Regions from separate parts of the Oryzias latipes genome. Here region 2 is linked to region 1. Evidence: chromatin contacts called from public Hi-C data. All regions are on one chromosome and are shown on one strand. The core of a region is the stretch at or near the end of the contact, and the rest is flanking DNA. Distances in the headings are between cores, read along the strand shown.

What was found. A called contact is a pair of places that touch in the nucleus more often than the background predicts.
Region 2: a contact with region 1 is called in a Hi-C map of fibroblasts, with 2.5 times the contacts expected there. The contact joins the promoter of calm2 here to the enhancer-like site in region 1. A contact is called at or near these places in 5 of 5 Hi-C or Micro-C datasets (embryo, fibroblasts and gastrula embryo).

What each region holds. Positions count from the first base shown.
Region 1 is chr15:6,626,533-6,633,440 of ASM223467v1, forward strand. LOC101155292 (tetratricopeptide repeat protein 7A) reads left to right here. Exons shown (of 21, transcript XM_023963404.1): 14 at 541-598; 15 at 2,914-2,986; 16 at 3,071-3,231. Among protein-coding and RNA genes, the nearest start is that of LOC101155292, 36 kb to the left of the region's middle. Within about 2 kb of position 3,454, at least 3 of the 8 cell types and tissues checked have an H3K27ac peak or open chromatin away from gene starts, as enhancers often do.
Region 2 is chr15:6,687,764-6,694,526 of ASM223467v1, forward strand. It overlaps calm2 (calmodulin-2), which reads right to left and starts at 3,797. Exons shown (of 6, transcript XM_004076927.3): 1 at 3,675-3,797; 2 at 2,868-2,898; 3 at 1,822-1,965; 4 at 1,614-1,720; 5 at 1,403-1,538; 6 at 218-1,314. The coding sequence starts at 3,677. The coding sequence ends at 1,286. LOC105355740 (a long non-coding RNA gene) reads left to right here and starts at 5,551. Exons shown (of 3, transcript XR_002291782.2): 1 at 5,551-5,777; 2 at 6,240-6,378.

The DNA.
Region 1 (6,908 bases), core at 2,204-4,703:
CACCAGTGAAGATCACAAATTATTGAAGAAAAAAGGTTCAGAGCACTGTCTAGTGGGGTCTAGATGACCCAACTCACAATGTTAAAGGGCCTTGGATAGCACAAGGGTTAGAGAATCTGCGGAGGGAGTGGAAAGTTTTCTTTTTCCAGCAACAGCCCCAAACATCACAGCTCTAGATGAGATCTGCATGGTGGAATGGACCAAAAAAAGCAGCTACAGTGTGTGGAAAGATCAGCAACCGAATACTTTTCTCTGTACCATAATACTTTAAAAATTATTTAAAAAAATAAACAATATAGTTTCCTGGATTCATTTTGGTACTTTTTTTTTCTCTCATAGTTGAAGTATATGTATGATGAACATTACAGACCAAACTCATGGTTCCCGCAAATCAACTAGCAGAATCGCGGATCCAAAAGAGACCCTTTTGCACCACTGTATGTTCTGTGATTTGAGACCATGGAGTGGGTGAGGTGTTAGCATGAATCCTTGTCTGCAATGTGATATAATGTAACAAAACCAGATCTGGTCTCTCCACAGCTTCCCTCAAAGACGACAGGAATGAATTCAACAAAAAGGCCCTGCAAGTCTTAAATAAGTATGTTTCACTATGACGCACTGCTTTCTCAGTTACTAAATATACGTTTTCTCACATGAACATGGTTCAAAGTCCTCGCAGATGGTGTGTCTCTCAGCTTTGTGTTTGCCATGCCCATCACTTTGGTACTTGTGAGCGCATAAGAGGGGAAAGGGTCTTTGGTGTCTCAGCCTTCACACTGACAGTTGCTGGTAAAAAAAAAAAAAGGTTTAACCCGACACAGGACCCAGAATAAACCAAATTTTCATTTACTTAGAATTAACCAAAAAAACATTTTTATGTGTCATTTTATATCTTAAAGTCCCACTCCGATTATCTTTTGATCTATTGTAAAAGTGGTCTTTTAACTATAATTATGTCATTTTTAGCCAAAATCAAAAACCTGTGTTGTTTTCTAGGACATAGTTTAAGCAGAGCAGCAGCACCTCATTAGAAATTTGCCTCTGAGTTGTGGAGCAAGCCCACCCCCACTTCCTTCATCCATACTGTAACTAAGCTCTCTGTTTACGTGCTCTCTCGCTTGCCTACAGCCCCTTACAGCCCCAACCTAACATTACCAGTGAAACAAAATTGCTGAGACGTACAGTCCAGACGTACAGTTTTGAGTCAGATTCCAGCTCAGACAAGGAAAACAATGACGCACATGGATCTGTTTGTCTGCAAGTGGATGCATCAGAATGGAGCAGAGCAGGAAGCTTGTGACCTGTCCAGTGTATTTTCTACGTCACAAATACAATCTTTTTTCAAACGGCATATTTGTGTCCCCTCCAAATTCACAACAATTTGAAAAAAGAAATACTCAGAGATGCAATTGTAAGCTTAATTTTCTTTATATATGCTCTCCATCATCAGAAAAATACCACAAGAACATGCTAAAAACACAGTTTTAATCGCAGGGGATCTTTACGTTTACAAACCCCCGTACTTGAGAACAGGAAGCTATGACAAATGAAAAAAAGCAGATACGGCAGGTAGAAGTCTTGCAACAAGCTTTTCCCGAAAAACAGAGTTTGTGGCTAAGTTGAAGTTAACTTTCAAACCCAGAGGATGTAGAGACATTTGACTGAAGTGAATGACCCTGGGAGTATTTCAGGCAGGCAACTTGAGCAGTGCGTTTACCTGGTTACTCCTCCCTGAGGGCGGTTCAGTTTAATCAACTCACCTGTTTAACGTCCTACATAAGTTCCAGGTGCGCGTTCCAATCCCTCTTCTTCCATTTCCGCGAGCCCTGCATTCGTCAACCCCCCAGCTTTCACCTGTGAGTGAAAGCCGGGGGGGAGGTGATCTTTGTTTTATGTAACTGAACGGAGCCTTATGCCAAACTAAAAAAAATATGGAAATTCATTTTCTTACTGCATGAGTTGTCTGACTGAAATACCATTGGAATGTCTTCCTGGGAAGGCATCATGGGAAAAAGTTGTGTGGCCAACCCTGGATAGACTTTAAGAATTTATATCTCTGCTGGTTGTGAGACACTATGGTGTCCTCCTGGAAAAGCTGGCCAAAGGGAGGGAGGTCTGGGGCTTGTTTTCTTACAGCTGCAACCCATACCTAAACTACTAGAAGTTATCAGTTGGTTGGTACATGTTTCCAAACTGGAAAACGTCCTGGAAGTGTGGTTATATAACCCTTCCGTCTGAGGTGCTGCTTACGTTACTTTTTAGAAATGCTTGTATATGCTCTGTTTGATAAAGCAGGAAAAATGAAAGTTGCCTCTGCAAATGTTAGATTTTTTTTATTTGATTTGATTTTTTTTTTTCAGTCCCCCAAATTCTGCCTTTCAGATTAGTGCTGTTCAGGTGATAAGTGCGTGCTCCTTGCTCACACACTGACTGTTAGAAATAAGGAAATGAGACAGTCTTGTTTCCTACAAGTGTCATTCAGGCACTGATCAACACACCCCGTGCATTCAGCATTTGTGCGCCATCAATAAGAAGCCAATAAGCTCACCTTAGTAATGGCTAGAGTGTTGTGTAAGGGCATCGTCCAACAGCCTCACTTGTCTGTCATAAGTGTGTGCGACTTGCATTATCCTTATAAATACTTCACAATGCATTAATCACATGCATGACAATGGTACGTTCTATTTTTATGGCGTCCCTTTAGTCACACCCCCCTCTTAAGATGCAGCCACTCCTCTCTACGACTCTCCACAGGCCCTGACAACCCAAAAACCTGCAGCACCCGTACGGGTCAAACCCCCATACAGGTGCACGTGACTAAAGTTTTACTTCAAGACATGTTGTCAGTCTAAAACGACTTGTTCACATGTTCTAATGTTCTGACATGTTTGTATATCTGTTGTTCTTCTGCAGAGCACATTCACTAGACCCCAAGGATGCAAAGATTTCTTTGAATCTGGCTCTGCAGCTGGCCATTGTTCGGCAGGTACTAAGAAGCAGCAAAAGTTTTCACTTTTGATCCTCAGTTCGTTGCAGCCTTTATCTGAAAATAGAAGCGTTTATTTTGAAGGTCTCAGCAGCCATGGAGCCCCTGCAGGCAGCGTTATCACTCCATGGGGATGACTTACACTCCCTCCACCTGTTGACCCTGCTGTTGAGCGCCCAGAAGCATCACTGTCACGCTCTGGAAACCCTCAACCTGGCCCTCAGCCAGCACCCCGACAACCTCAAGTAAAATCCACAGCCACATCTAAACCCGCACGCTGAATAGAGGAGATTTCAATCTATACGCTTATGAAACTTTGAGTGATACTTTTGTGAGTGCTTGCTAGGAAGAGTAGCTGCTGTAGGTGGTGCAGGGAAGACCCGTCCAAACACAAGCCCCTCTCTCTCCGTGGGGATTGGGTGTCTCGCCTCAGCTATGTTGGAGGCCGACCGCACAGACACTCACACACTCGACGCCTTATTTAGACGTTCCCAAGTGGAGGGCTGCATTGCGGTACCGGTTCCCCCCTCATACACTCTTACCCTTTGCACACTGCAGCTGCGACCCCGAGCCAAGTGACGTTTTTATGACACAACAGACACTTCCTAAAGGAAAAACTCACCTCTCTTGTTATGAAGAGGAGCTTAAGCCAACTTAAAGGTTAAAAGTATTCCAACAATTAATGGTTTTGGACATAAATAGAAGCACTTGACAGTATTAACCCTTTATCACTTTGCATATTTTTGACAACATTTTTTATTCCTGTAAAATATTTATGTATGGAGTGAAAAGAAAAAGTGCAAACTCATTACATCACTTCACAGACTCACCTTTCATCCAGATCCTCCCTCATCATTATCATGAGCTGTGGGTCCGTGTGGCAGGCGACCACAGCATCAAGACGGACATTATTTACTTCACATTGACATGGAAGCGTGTTGCATCACCCCTCTGATGTGGTCTCTGTCTGCTTCAAAGCTGCGTAAATTTCATAATGCAACCATTTGGGGTCAGTGTTGGCCTCCATGGTCCCACCGCAGACAGATGGGGCGCAGTCATACATCAGGAGGAAGAGGAAATACAGCACAAAAAAAAGGCTGATTAAATAACGAAGGACATTAGAGCCCGACTGGGAGAAGAAAACACAGAGATGGAGTGGGTGGATGCTTTTATAATTACAAAAGCCTCACTGGTGGCTGCTGTGTGTTTGTGTGCGTGTGTGTGTACACTTGGAAGATAGATGTTTTATGTCTACATGCACAATCAAACACTTGCAGACACACACCTCCTCCATAGAGACACTTGACTGCTTTGACCCATTTAAAAGCTCTTTTCTGGGCTCAGCCAATTCCCCCCACTCTAAACCAGAAATCCCCATCGCCCCGGTAACCGTAAGGTCATACAAGCAGAAGAGGCGGATGCGGTTGTTGTTTTAAAACTGTTGTTGGGGAGAAGAGACTAAGACGCAAATGAATCTTTCAGGAGATGTTGCATACGTTTTACCTTGTGTCAGGTGACAGTTTGTAGTATATGTGTGTCTGTGTGAGTGTGTGTGTGGGTGTGTGTGTGGGGGGGGGTGCTCACATGAAACTACTCAAACTTATGAAACAGCAAGCTGTGACCTGTTGGTTGACTCTGAAATGTGTGTTTCTGGAAAGAAGAGAATAGCTTGTATGTTCCGGAAGATTCCTGGAAACGTGGTTTTGCAGTAACTGAGAGGATCTAGAGAACAGGATCTCCTTCCTGTGGCCTCAGATCCCAACATGAACACATTTTGATCCAATTACAACTCAAACTTAAAACACAATGATGTGCTTTTACACTGTAACTACAGTTTTGGTGTATTGATCTTTTTGTCAGAGAAATTAGGCCTTTTTTTTGCAATCTTTACAAAATTACAAAAACATATTTGACAGTCACCGATTTTGCAAGTCCCTCCTTTAAAATACGATCTTATTTCATGTGATCAGCTTTAGTTAAAATGTTTTATTGAAAAATATTACAACTTTGCGGCTTCATATGGTTCTGGATCCTGGAGGGACTGAACAAAAGTTCACCTCAGTATTCTGTAATGTAACCCTGGTTTCAGTGACAGGGTTAAGATTTTTCTGTAGGTCTTCTGCCGGTTTGCACTGTAGCTGCTGTCTTGGTCCATTCCTCCTTGCAGATCTTCTCAAGAGCTGAGCTATTTTAAGGCTTTTTCTATTCCTGTCACTTATTCTCTATTGCATTGAGGTCCAGAGACTGGCTAGACCACTCCAGAACTTTAAAATGCATTTTTATGTAGCCACTCTTTTGTTGCCCGGGCGATGTGGTTAAGATCATTGCCATACTTGGAGATGCTTTCACTGATTGAAATAAATAAATAGGCTGTTTCCCTCCAGTTCTTAGGGTCATTTGTACCCCAGGAGATGCGTGGATCCCTAGGTGGAGGGAGATTTTCAGTGATCTGCATACGTTTTCCTCAAAAGCTGCACTGGGGTTCCAGCGATGGTGGTTTAAGGACCCAAATGCTGGTAATTTTATCCACAAATTAAAACATGACAAAAAGTCAAATCTAAACTGAAAAAACATTAAGGAATAAATTAAAATAAAATGATTTGTTGAAGAAAAACTAAAAACAAGCCGCCTAAATCTGCGGAAGGGGGATTAGTTAAAAGAGAACACTTGATAAGTGATAGGAAAAAAAAGTAAACTATCAAACACAAAACTTAACTTTAATATCTTAAATCAACTAAACAGAACACTGATCCTTACAAGGAAGTAAGTTTTAATTAATCTCATCATTTTTTTTGGTTTTACCTTGAAATTAGGCATCTGGGGCCTCATTTCTAAACGTTGCGTACGCACAAAAGAAGGCGTACGCCACTCTCTACGCAATAGTTGAGATTTATAAAAAGCAAACTTGACGGGAAAATGTGCGGTCCTTCACGCAAGCTCTGACCCAGGCGTACGCACAAAAACGGGTGAAATGAGAAATGCGACACCTTCGGCACGTGAAAGTGAAAATGACAATCCTGCCTCTCATAAATAACATGAAGACTTCACAAAGCAAGTCTTACAATTAACAGCCTACACGAACACCCGTTTGATCGATCAGCAGTGAAACAAACAAAAAAATCAAACGAAAATTACAACAGAAATCCAAATGAACACTTATTTGCAAAAAGAAAAGTGAAATATTTTCTGCAATATTGGCCTGTTGTGCAATTCATCCTCATAAATACCGTATTTTCCGGACTATAAGTCGCACCGGAGTATAAGTCGCATTTTAACTTTCACAACCTTATATGACACAATCATAGCAGACTGTTTATCTAATAATTTCACAGTAATTTTTTTCTCAAACTTATTTATTTATTCTTTTCATGAAGCATCATTGGCTAACTAATACTCTGTTTTCATCCTGTATTTGTAGAAACAGTTGTCATTTTTATTGCATTTCTGAATCTATGAAATCATTGGAAAATAGAATATTGTGTTCTTAGCCTTCAAGATCTTACTGTAAAAAAAAGTTTGCTGATTCTCTGAGTCACTTAACATCCTCTTAACACTTAACATACCTCATACATCAAATTGACCCAGAAACATCATCTCTGTTCCTCACAAATGAACATAACAGGAGGGTTAACAATGTATTTATTTCAATTTATTTCTAATATAAGTCGCTGCGGAGTATAAGTCGCACCCCTTGCCAAACTATGAAAAAAAGTGCGACTTATAGTCCGGAAAATACGGTAATATAGTTAACAGAACGAAATAATGTACAAAACTGATATTCCCGTTAATGTGTCCGTCTGGCGGAGCAGATATAGGTGCAATTAGACAGACAGATGGATAGATAGAGAGAGATGCATTAATTGTCCACTGGGGAAAGTTGTTTTCATAGTAAAACATTTCTTCATAAGCTACAGAATTATGG
Region 2 (6,763 bases), core at 2,547-5,046, 62 kb after region 1:
CATTTATGCAGCAATCCAACCTATTTTATATTTTAGACCTATGGTAACCTTGACATGACTTTCATTGCTCTAAATAATTTAAACACACGTCCACAGGGAGTGTTTGTTGCAGCATGCATGGACAATCAAGCATCCCTGAAGCTAAAACTGACATAAATGCTGGAAAAGACCAAACTACAGCTAGAAGTGGCCTGGAAAACAAACCCACAGGCAGAAATGATCCACATTGGAGCTTTATTTTGTCACTCATCAAAATAACAAACTCAGTATCTCTGCAAGCTACTGTAACAAACTCAAAAAAGGTACACCTTTATTTACACCAGTTTCTGATGAATCAAGATTGTGGCAGGAGCCAATTAAGACATGAGGCAGTCAGCTTCTGTGCCTGAACATGCAGCTCAGAAGAGCAGGGCGCCACCAGGCCAACCTGACGTGGAGCGCCGTGGCAGCCACTTCAGGGCGGGGGCCTTTGATCCCCTGAATGCCTTACATTTCAATGACAATACAACCGTGCTCTGAGCGCAGAACATTAAGAGGCAGTGGCTGATGCTCTTCTTGATGAATTTGATGATGGTAAGGTCGGCGGTAAACGAAACCTATTCTCTAACAAACATGGGAAGATTACAGGGTTTACAAACTGAATTATCCATTTTAAAAACCGAGAAAACAAGACAATTTTCCAATCTGGGTAGATTGTAAATTTTATTGGAAAACAAATATACAACTTGGAATGGATTTATTTGAAGCATGACCTGAAGTCATTTAAAAAAAAAATTTTAGTGAGTAAAACATTAAAAAGCATGGTAAGATTAGTCATTTTCTGGTATACAGAACAGCAGATACAAAAGAGTTTGTACGAGTACCAAGGAGATACACCCGTGTCATTTTTTTGCAGTAGTGCAATGCTGAGATTTCCATATATACTTTGTCCATAGTCCATGCAGAGTCAATGCCTCTACATTGCTCCCATGCCAGCATTGCTGCCAAATTGACAGCTTGCTGACAGGTTTCCAATGTCGCCAGGTGTGGAGGGGCCCCGAGCACAAAGCACAAGTTCTCTGGCTCCCAGGGGTCTCCACAGGCTTCTGGTTATATGACCATTCCGTCACTCCAAAACACCATGACAGCAAAAGAAAGGGACATGGGGACAAGAGCCTATGCAGTTTACATGCAGTTCCTTTGGACAGCAGAAGGGGGCAGGGACGAGTGGAGGGGCTATTAAGATTTTACAGATAAATTACACAAAGAAAAAGGCAAATTTATATACGAAATCTGTACAAGGCCTTCACTTCGCCGTCATCATTTGTACGAACTCTGCAGAAGGGGAAAAAAAAAAAAGGAAATCTAAAAAAAACTGCAACTTAAAATTATCTACCAAACAAACAGGAAGCAAAAGCCCTACCTTCGTAGTTGACCTGTCCATCTCCATCAATGTCTGCTTCTCTGATCATCTCATCTACTTCCTCGTCGGTCAGCTTCTCTCCTAGGTTTGTCATCACATGACGCAGCTCAGCAGCACTAATGTAGCCGTTGCCATCCTATAAAGTCAGTCAGTGAAAGTTTTCAAAAAATAAAAATACAGCAATCTGCATATCCTGAATAAGGACATTTACCTTGTCAAAGACACGGAATGCTTCCCTGATCTCCTCCTCGCTGTCTGTGTCCTTCATCTTCCGGGCCATCATGGTTAGGAACTCTGGGAAGTCTATCGTTCCGTTTCCTGTAGATTTAAAAAAAAAAAATGAAGATGAAAAAACGATAAAGTCATGTTAAGCATTACAACAGAGAAACCTGAAGACTGCTGCTGGACAGATGTCTCACCATCAGCATCCACCTCATTGATCATGTCCTGCAGCTCTGCCTCTGTGGGGTTCTGGCCCAGAGACCGCATGACTGTACCCAGCTCTTTGGTGGTGATGGTACCATCTCCATCCTTATCAAAGAGCGAGAAGGCCTCCTTGAACTCTGTACACCACAAAACAGAAGCAGATTAAAGTCTTTAGGAAAACAAATGGGTAGAGAATTAGCATCAGTTGGGACAAACAAAAATCCAAACCAAGAATGACTCAGTTCAGTGTAAAGCTACAGTTTGACGCAATGCTCCAACTACCATTGTTTTAGGGTAAACAATGACAGCAAGCACCAGCTCAAGAGCAGACCCAGGCTGCAACAGCTACAAACCGGCGCCCTTGTGGTTTGGAGCAGCCACAAGGGACGACGATAACACGCCTGTCAAGTCTGATGAGCCAAACGAGGTAAAAAGCAGCATGTCCATGTTATAAAACCAAACAGAACTTCTAGAGTACTACAGACCAACAACACCTGTGTGGATTTTACTGTCCAACGACTGTCATTTTACATTATATTAAAAAAAAAGTACCCAAAAAAAGTCCAAACAAAAAGCAGACCAATTAATTTGGGTTATAGCACATTCTTATGCTTTTAAAAATATAAAGAGAAGTTCCATCACTAAAACAAACTTTGCCAGATGGGGCAAAAAGTTTTCACATAGAGTCATCTTTGCATCTCATATGAATCCAAGCAGCTAGAGCAGTTCTTGCTTTCCATGAACACACCCAGGGCAAAGGGCGACTGCAGACACCTCAGCAAAGCCTGCTGCCCCTCCAGATTACATCATTTATTACATGGCAACCGGCAAAATGCAAAGTTCTCTCAATGAGGGAGTCCTTCGGCGCTTCAGCAACGGCAGTTTAATTCTTCCATTCCTGTTTTATGACTGGGTAGGCTGCCCTGGAGAACGCCTTAAAAGGCAGAAGTGTAAATCCACTGCATGGGTGGGAAAGATCCAGGACTCGGGTCACTACAGGTTTTGAGGGGACGATGGGGTCAAAGCAGTGAAGTCTTACCAGCGATCTGCTCCTCTGTGAGTTGATCGGCCTGAAAAGAGAACAGATTAAGCCATTATTAGAAAAGAAAAAAAACGTGGAATTTTCACCAACAAACGCCCTCATTTCCCAACTCCGTGATGTTCACTTTGTTCTATTTAGCACCACGCATATGAGACACCGATGACGCCCGCGGCTATATCGCCCAAACTACTCGAGACAGAAGCAAAAACAGAACGTTCTATTCAACGGAACCACCGACGAAACTGGACCTCAGAGCACCGCTCGACAAAGCCGCTTTAGCGCAGACAAAAGACGGCTCCCAATTTGGCGGTAAATTTTAGCTATGATTAGCTATGGCTAACACCCATATGAGCCGCCTCAGCCGCGAGCGGACGACTCTCCGGAAGTTAGACCATCCAACCCGACGGGTTATTCTACCATACGGCTGTTTAAATGTGTAGTTTAACGACACATTTGTCCTATTTTAGCACGAATTTTGGGTATAGTTAGAATGCGGTTTAGGCTTTCAAACACGCATCATAAAAAGGGCACGCAACGCCCATGTATGTATTGTATCCGGCTTACAGCGCCAATATTGTAATTATGGTCTCATAGCACGTCTACCGACAGTAACGCTAACCCCAATAAACACACTTATTTCCACGTCACCACGAAATTGTCGCAAAATGGACGAGCGAAGCAAATGAGAATGGAGAAGAAAAAGGTTTCCCTTGACGAAATGTTTCCCAGCAGATCTGTTTAAACCAGTCTCAATACTCTATAAAGGTAAACGCAAGAGTAAAACGTAGTTTCGTAATTTCTTACCATTTCAGTGTTGATTCAAACGCTGTTGGACGCAAAAAATCCGTTTAATAGGGAAGGCGAACTGCCGCTACTAAGACTGAAAATCTCTATGAACACACTGAGGAGACAACTGGACTCGCCTTTAACGGCTACGCTAAACCCCTCCCCTTTTCTATATCCCTCCGCCAGCTTCCTTACCCTTCCGATTCCAAATAAACTATCCGAACCGTTTAAAGGTACATTTATTTACTTAAAAAATACAAACCGATAACTCAAACCTAATTTTATTAGTGCTGTTTCAGTATATGGATATTTGACATAGTATACAGGGTATTTCCATCGGTCTACATGGCTGCGTATGAATACTTTCTGCTACGCTGTGATGGGGACAGAAACGTAGCTGAAAGAAATGGCGCTCTCTGATTGGTGAGTTTGTACCTGCAATGCGTCACTCCCAGGGTTTGCTGTGCCGCTGCATGCTGTCCATAGACATCCTAGTCAACGCCACAGGCGGAGCAGACTGTTGAATGGTGTATACATATGGGCATCACCTTTAGGGATGCCCGTCAGGAGACTTTTGTGAAGTTTGGGACTTGAGGAGCCACTTTTGTCCCATTATTTACTATATTTTGCCAATATATTACAATTTCTGACTACATTGCTTGTCATGTTAAGACAATGTGCTTTTAAAATTGTGCCATAGACTGAAAGTTGTATCACTTTCTTTGGTTGTATCTCCATTGAAGAAATGTCAAAGTTAAACCATGCATCTACAAATATTGTAAGTTCCTGCTGTTAGATGATTGTGGGTCTAATTGGCCTGCTGGTATCTGATATCCTGACGTCTTACGCTTCACTGCTCTCCGGCCTCCCAGTGACCACCTTTATCTGCGCTGACGCCATGGCAGACACTGAGCTGGAGGTGCAAATAGGGAAGGTTTCAGGAACCTCTTATTGCTGTACCAGAAGGTGTTGTCCTTAAACCACCTCTTCCTTACTCTGAACTCTGCAGGGGCAGATTGGCACCACAGTAAGATAATTATGAGCATCTCATACTTCGATGTGCAAAGTGACGACTCAAAGTGGTTCCCCTCTCCCATCCGCACAGGTGATTCTGCCAATGCCGCGTGATCTGAGCAATCTCAGGATGTGGAACGCGTTACCCTATGCTAACTAATCTGGAGCACACTGGATTCTTTCATTTCAATCTGTTTTCTTCTTAGGGGGATTTTGTCACTGTGCAGATTATGTAATGCTGGAGGTGACTGCACAAAGACCTCAATCTGTCACAAGAACCATATAAGCTGCAGCATGTGCAAACGACTGCATGCAGAAGTGTGCACCCTCACCTTTTACCTTTTTTGGCAATGAGTATAGAAAATAAAAACAATAGGATTTGTTTTTTTCTGTTTGTGAATGCTTTGGGATTAGGTTTACTCCACCAGTTTGGAAAATCTCAGACATTTGCATAAGGTTAAGATCTACGGAAAGGTGAAAGTCAATCCACGGCAAACACCGAAACCCCAAAGATGTTATTTAACAGTTTATAAAACTTGAAACTAATCTTCCTTGTGTAAGACCTGATTCTGATCTAGAAGTCCATAGTAACGTATGTTTTCTGCAGATAAAACTCTGCTCAAGTTAAGCACTAGTTATGTTACGTTCTTTCCCATTATCAGCATGGTGAATATGTAACTGCCCCACCCAGACGGCTTTGTCTGCTCTCATTCTTTACTGTTGAGGTCAAAGGCTGCTGGAAAGTCCAGTTTGTTTCCTTGTTGCACAATTAAGTCCTCAGATAAAGCAGCTTTCAAGAAAAATAAAGACAAAAAGCTCATTTGCGTGTGGAGGTGGCAGATGGGGACTATGAGGTAATAAATCCCAGCAACTAATATGAGATGTTTACCTGTGTAACTGAAAGACGGGGACGGCTTTATTAATGAATGAGGATTTGCAATGCACCTGCTGGTTCTGTGCCAGATGAGCCGATCGCTTTCCACGGGAGACAATCGTGCCTGCTCGTGCTCCACAGACGTTCTGAGTGAAAAGACGTCTCTATTGTCTGCACCTGTGTTTGATCATCATGTGAGATTACCTGTCAACACTCAGCGATGCGGCACAAAAGTGAGAAGAATTCAGTACTAGCTGTGATGTGCTCTGGAGCTAAACTTCATGCTCAGCTAAAGGTGAAGTGCATCGGCCTTCAATTGAAGGGTTGCCAGGGTTGCCAGCCAGCCAGCTAAAGGAGCTTTTGCAATCTTGCACCAAGAAAATTAGCAGCACAAAGTCCAAGACTAAAACCAAACCTGCAGGCTTTTGGGAACTACCTTTGGCAGAAAAATAGACTTCAAAAACTGAGGCAAAAAGGATTACTGGCTTAAAACTTGTAGAAGAGGATTTGGGAAAATCTCCCTGCTTATTTCAGTAATGTACTGATGAACTGGATAGTTTTAAGCACGTTTTCTTCTGAACTTCCACAGACCTGTTGTCTAGTTTGAGGGACAATTCCAGCTTCTGGTGATTTCCTCTGGTTGTTTTTTTCTTCCATCTTTCATTCCTGTGCCGTCTCTGCCCCCTCTGTCACAGCATCTCTTCTCCCTGCCTGGCTCGCCTCCAGTCTGTCTGCTGCAGTGAGAGTGAAGCTGGAGTTCAGATGCTGCAGCACGTGCAACAGGGCAATGTGGAGCCTTCCAGAAAAGTGACACCACCAAGCAGTCTCGCCAAGGTGACTTTGTTTTCACTCTGCACTCTTGAAGGACACCTACTCGCGTTAGATTTGTTCTCTCCAGGAAAAAAAAAAAAGAATCCATGTGAGTCTTCTTTTACTCTCGGATCATTCTGATCATTCTGATACAGCAGCAGAGAGGTCGTCTGTGAAAAAACCACACTCAGGAAGTAAAACTCAAATATGTTTGAGCAACTTCTTCTCTGGTTGGAGCATTTGGGCCGCCTGTCTCTGCACCTGCAGGACCGCCTCGCTCTGTGGCCCTCTCAGATGATCTCATCCTGCAGGGGTCGGCGGGCTCCACCGCATGCTGCAGCCGCCTCAGATGAAAACTGCAGAGCAGGTGTCTTGTCCCTTGGATTTGTGTGTATGCGGCCCAGACAGT